2 separate regions of the Mus musculus genome follow, and region 1 is linked to region 2. Evidence: chromatin contacts called from public promoter capture Hi-C data. All regions are on one chromosome and are shown on one strand. Each heading gives the region's core, a stretch centred on a gene start, on an enhancer-like site or on the middle of the called end of the contact. The rest is flanking DNA. Distances are from core to core; before and after follow the strand shown.

What was found. Promoter capture Hi-C pulls out the DNA fragments that hold promoters and counts their contacts.
Region 1: a contact with region 2 is called in a promoter capture Hi-C map of the SN4741 cell line, with 3 times the contacts expected there. The contact joins the promoter of Atrnl1 here to the promoter of 6720468P15Rik in region 2. A contact is called at or near these places in 8 of 39 promoter capture datasets (the C10 cell line, the SN4741 cell line, cancer-associated fibroblasts and 4 more), 1 of 15 datasets of contacts at CTCF or cohesin (pro-B cells), 13 of 484 Hi-C or Micro-C datasets (the AML12 cell line, the C10 cell line, the G1E-ER4 cell line and 9 more), 17 of 115 datasets of contacts at active chromatin or transcription factors (bone marrow-derived macrophages, cardiomyocytes, a colorectal cancer cell line and 12 more) and 4 of 9 other capture datasets (adipose tissue, liver, macrophages and 1 more).

The regions. Positions count from the first base shown.
Region 1 is chr19:57,609,676-57,612,436 of GRCm38.p6, forward strand. Atrnl1 (attractin like 1) reads left to right here and starts at 1,359. Exons shown (of 29, transcript NM_181415.4): 1 at 1,359-1,968. The coding sequence starts at 1,679.
Region 2 is chr19:57,507,281-57,510,142 of GRCm38.p6, forward strand. It overlaps 6720468P15Rik (RIKEN cDNA 6720468P15 gene), which reads left to right and starts at 1,284. Exons shown (of 4, transcript NR_040306.1): 1 at 1,284-1,664; 2 at 1,868-1,955; 3 at 2,819-2,862.

The DNA of each region.
Region 1 (2,761 bases), core at 109-2,608, 100 kb after region 2:
CTATTCCCTCATCTGCGAAATGGGGTTAATAGAGGATTTTCTCTGTGAATTGGGATGATGGAGATTAAAAGAGATGACGTGGGTACATTATTCCCAAAATAAACTCGGAGTGAATCTTAACAATAATATTATGACTGTGGTTACAACCAAAACTTTTCTGCTCCAGCTGTCAGAAATGTCTGGTGAGTTTCACAATCTTGTTCGTACCGCCTGCTCCTTGGTGGAGCTCCAACAACTCTCGAGGGTGCTTGCCTGCAATTTGTGCACAGCTTCCTCTCAAGGGTTCAGCTAACAGGCCCGTATAGAGAAAAGTAGAAGACATATCTCAGCTTATGCAATTAAATCTTGGAAAGTCATCTCAAGGAAGAAATAGATGCCGCTGAAAACGGGAAAGGGCCCTTTCTGGAAATCACTTCTGCTTTTCTGAAGGAAAAAAAAAAGCCCCGATGTCGCAACATTTTTCAAGAGAGAATAGTGTCCCAGACGAAGGAGGAAACATAGACAAGAGAAAAGAAGATTTGGTGAGGTTCCGAGGCAGCGTCGGGAGGGGTGGCTCTCGGAGCAGTTCTTTGTTGGGCATGAGGAGCCCCGATTGGGCGATAAAGAGCCGCCGCGGCTGAGGTCGCCCCACGGGAGCAGCTTCGCGCCCCATGCAGCCCCTCACCCCACTCCGCCCTGTCCCTGCACCCCATAACGTGGTCAGACCGCGGTGCCTTTAAGACTTTGCTGGCTGCACATGCTCAGCTCTTTGTGTGTAGTTGGGAGTTTTTAAGAAAAAAAAAAAAAAGAAGAAGAAGAAGAAACGTGCAGGAGACTCGGGGAGCGCTGGGGCGGGCGCCTCACTTTTGCAGCCCGCGGAGTACAAGGTTGCCTTCCTGCCGAGGCCCCGAGGTCGGAGTGGGTTTCTCCTCCGTGGGCTCCGCGGCGCGGGCCACACCTGGGGACGCACTCCCAGCGGTGCCCGCCGGCCGGGTGGGCGCGCGGGGGAGTCCCAGGTCCCCGTCAGGGGCCGGGCGAGACCACCGCGCCCGGACCGAGGGGGGGGGAGTGGCCACGAGAGTGCGTACGCACAAGGCTGCGGGGACGTCTCTCCGCAGTTTGGGCTGCGACCGCGGCCACAGCAACTGTGTCTGGAGGACGGAGGGAAGCAGGCTGCTGCGGTATCTCAGGCTAGCAGGAGTACCGCCGGGTACCGACAGCCGCCCTCCCCTCCCCGCGTGCTCCTGTTGGACGCGCCCATCTCGGGGGCTCCCGCGCGGCCCCGCCCTCCCGGGCGAGCCTCGGCATTCGGCGCGGGGCGCGGGCGAGGCGGGGCCGTGCGGGTCCCCTCCCCCTTCCCGCCCGGTCCCCTCCCCCTCGGGTCCCCTCCGGAGCGCGGGGCGCCGCCGGCTCTTCGCTCCGCTCCCGGAGCTACCGTGGCTGCAGGGTTCGGCTCGCCGAGGACAAGGTCAGGGGAGCGGGCGGCGATGCCCGAGTGTGACTGGAGGCAGCCGACCGGAGGCCGCCGCGCCTGGGATCCGCCGCTCCGGACCGGTCAGCGGGACGGGGGTCGGCGCCGTTGAGGAGCCGAGGAACAGCAGCGGCGGCGGCGAGGTCCTCTGCGGCCGGGATCCCCGCTCAGCGGCATCCCCGTGCGCTCCCGCGAGCGCAGCCCCGCCGAGCCGGGACGCCGAGGAAGATGGAGCCGGGGGTCCGGGCCCGCTCGGGTGCCCCGCAGCCGGCCTCCCCGGTGCTGTGGAGGGCTCGGCCGGCGGGCGGTGGGGGCGCCTCCTCCTGGCTGCTGCTGGACGGGAACAGCTGGCTGCTGTGCTATGGCTTCCTCTACCTGGCGCTCTATGCTCAGGTGTCCCAGTCCAAGCCCTGCGAGAGGACTGGCTCCTGCTTCTCCGGTCGCTGTGTCAACTCCACCTGCCTGTGCGACCCGGGCTGGGTTGGGGACCAGTGCCAGCACTGCCAGGGCAGGTTCAAGTAAGTGCTACCGTGGGACCCCAAGCCTCAGCCCTGCCCCGCCAGCGTAGCTCCCCGCCCCGCTCTGGCCTCGGGGTCCCCGGGAGGGGGCCCTACGCTGCGCCCCTCCAGCCTCCGGGTGCCCCGGGGAGCTCCAGCAGGCGCCCAGCCCGGGCTGACTCGGTGCTTTCCGCATGTCCTCAGCGGCTTGTCATCCTCTGCGCAGAAAGAATGTTCTCACTCCAATTCGTGCCAAACTCCGCCAATTAGGACAGTATCTGTTTCCATCAGAAACGGAGGAAATAACTCATGAAAAATCCATGAACATTGTGAGAAGTCAGAGGCGTCAGGGTTTAAAGTTGTGGCCCAGCTCCTTCCCTGTGCTGTTCCTCTAGTCAGAGAGCACGCCTCGGTTTAGTAATCGTCGAGTGTGGTAAATAGGGTTTACAATGGGCAAACTACGATCTGTACCTTGTTATAAGTTTCTAGGTTGGTCCTCTCACCCATTTCCCCATAAGTCTATAACTTACTGGAATTTTACGCCTTCTATCCAGAACCTACAGAGAGAAATCCAGGCAGCAATTTAAGTTAACTCGATCAAGGTTATGCAGAAAATGCTGAGTCGTGATTCCAGTCCAGCCAGCTTCACTCCAGAATATGCATTTAGAGGTGTTGGGTTTATCAGGACAGTCATGGCTTTGTGTGACTTTTGACAGGTGTATGGGGGACAGCAGTTTGGTTTTGCTGAAAAGCAAGGTGCTAAGGAGCCTGCATCTCTGGGGAAGAGACACTTCTCCCTATTGGCTGATGCTTA
Region 2 (2,862 bases), core at 34-2,533:
GTCACTAATGGTCAACTTTGTTATTGGGTAGGTAGTGTAACAAATCAAAAGAAGGTAGCTCTTGCAAGGGAATCAGAAGCCAGGAGCCTGCCAGTATGAGATGGAGCGTGGACTGGGGTGTGGGCTGCAGTGTGAGCTGGGGTGTGAGCTGGGGTGTGGGCTGGGGTGTGAGCTGGTGTGTGGGCTGGGGTGTGAGCTGGGGTGTGAGCTGGGGTGTGGGCTGGGGTGTGAGCTGGTGTGTGGGCTGGGGTGTGAGCTGGGGTGTGAGCTGCAGTGTGAGCTGGGGTGTGGGCTGGGGTGTGAGCTGGGGTGTGAGCTGCAGTGTGAGCTGGGGTGTGCGCTGGTGTGTGAGCTGCAGTGTGAGCTGGGGTGTGGGCTGGTGTGTGGCCTGGGCTATGAGCTAGGGTGTGAGCTGGGGTGTGAGCTGGGGTGTGGGCTGGGGTGTGAGCTGGGGTGTGGGCTGGTATGTGAGCTGGGGTGTGGGCTGCAGTGTGAGCTGGGGTGTGGGCTGCAGTGTGAGCTGGGGTGTGGGCTAGTGTGTGGGCTGGGGTATGAGCTGGGGTGTGAGCTGGGCTATGAGCTGGGGTGTGAGCTGGGGTGTGGGCTGGGGTGTGAGCTGGGGTGTGAGCTGGGGTGTGGGCTGGTGTGTGGCCTGGGGTGTGAGCTGGGGTGTGAGCTGCAGTGTGAGCTGGGGTATGGGCGGGGTATGAGCTGGGGTGTGGGCTGGTGTGTGGCCTGGGCTATGAGCTGGGGTGTGAGCTGGGGTGTAAGCTGGGGTGTGAGTTGGGGTGTGAGCTGGTGTGTGGGCTGGGGTGTGAGCTGGGGTGTGAGCTGGGGTGTGGGCTGGGGTGTGAGCTGGGGTGTGAGCTGGTGTGTGAGCTGGTGTGTGGGCTGGGGTATGAGCTGGGGTGTGAGCTGGGGTGTGAACTGGTGTGTGGGCTGGAGTGTGAGCTGGGGCATGAGCCTACGTTGTGAGCTATGGTGTGAGCTAGGGCACAGCGAGGGCTCTGTTTCTGAACCAGGCTTTGATGTTACTGATGGCATCCGATGCTCTGGGATGTAGCTACTCTCTCATTTTAAGTTAACACCAATTCTTCCTGAGTCAATGCTCTTTGAAAACAGCTGCAGCTTCTCAAATCTTCGAGGCTACGTTTCTTGCCTCACATGTCTTTTTTCTGGAAAGTCCCTTTGAGGTCTTTCAGGAATCTGATTTAGCCCAGCAACTGTCAAAGCCCTAATGTATGGAAGGAAATGTGGGCGTGTGTGCAAGGAGCCTACAAGACAGAGGAGGGCAGGGTCTGCTCTCTGACCACTGCTGTGTAATACAGGGAGAGAGGCTAAACGGTGCTCTCATGCATGGGTGGGCACCATGTGAGGGTGGACGCCATCATGGGTGGGTGCGGTCCAAAGGGGGCATGCGCTATGTTTTAGGCGGAGGAGGAAATTTAAACATTGTTCTTTCTCCATCTTTTCTGCACGCTCTATCTTTTAATTTTTTGAAAACTAAAGACAGACAAGAGGATTCAGAGGACTTGGAAATGGCTGCCTGGCCGTAGGGGATCGGCCCTCACCTGTGACATCCCACTCCTTCAACTGTGCCTTGGCTCCCGTGAAAGCTTGCTCGTGGCATCTTCCTTCCATCGCATGCAGTGGGAGTTAGTAAGGTGTTCAGCCTGTTAGTCCTCAGCACGTTCCTGGTTGTTTGCTTTTTATGGTCTTTGTGCATCGTTTCCTTCTTGCTCAGAGAGCTGACACTAAGTTTTGACATTTGGTTCCCGTGGTAAAGGACCTGGGATATGGATACCGTCATCTTCCTGATCCCACAGATCCAGCCTGAGCCACAAAAGGCTTCTTTTGTTCCTCACAGGACTCTCCCCTCTGTGCTGCTGGAGGTACGTGAGGTCTGGGCAGAGGCAGGTATGGAAATCCACAAACAATGGATGCAACTGCAAGTGGTGAGTTTGAGGGTTAGCTGGTGAAAAACTGGTCTCCAGGCAAGTCTGAAACTCCTGGGAGAAAAACCCATAGTGGGCGTCTGAGAGCAAAATCTATTTGTTGTGTGCTTTATCCCGGGTAAAATGACTAGCGATGATGATGATGGTGGTGGTGGTGGTGATGATGATGATGATAACAACTAGAGTTGCTTACAGGGAAGTGAAAAGTGAATTTGTGACAATGGGTGAGATCTGTGGGATTTGGGTTCCTATGTGGAAAAAGACAAGCCCACCAGAACAGAATCAGGGAGCTAGGCAATGGTCAGGGCTAAACTCCTAAGCACTCTTACAAAGATAAGGTTCTCAGACTTCTTCTGATCCAAAGTCACACATATTTGTCTGTCGACTGTCAAAGTTTGACTCCCTTAATATTTCTGATGATAGAAGTAATTTTTGATATTTTAACTAAAAGCCAAGCATTGGATTTTACACATGCACACATGTACACACACACACACACACACACACACACACACCACGGGGACTGGAGGAGGAGGAGAAGAAAGAGGAACAAAGGAGCCACAAGAGAAAAAGCCAAGGAGAGGCGGAGAAAGACTTTGCACAGGTCATCGTCGTCGTCAGTGAAGAGCAGGAAGTCTTCATCCAAGCAGAGGGTGGCAGGCATCGTGGGCTGAGGTAGAACAGAAATCCTTTGGGGCTGATTCAGTCATGTCTTTACCCGGGTTACAATGCTGGTGTGTACGTAACCACGAAGAAAAGTAATGTTAGGAACAGAAAGCCTGCCAGGGGAACATATTTCTGATCCTATAATGGATACCAGAACAGCCCTCCTCAACCCCTAAATCTGTTATTGCTTTCTCCAGAGAACAGGCCATTCGGACTGAAGGTGACCTTGGAGAAGGTTCTG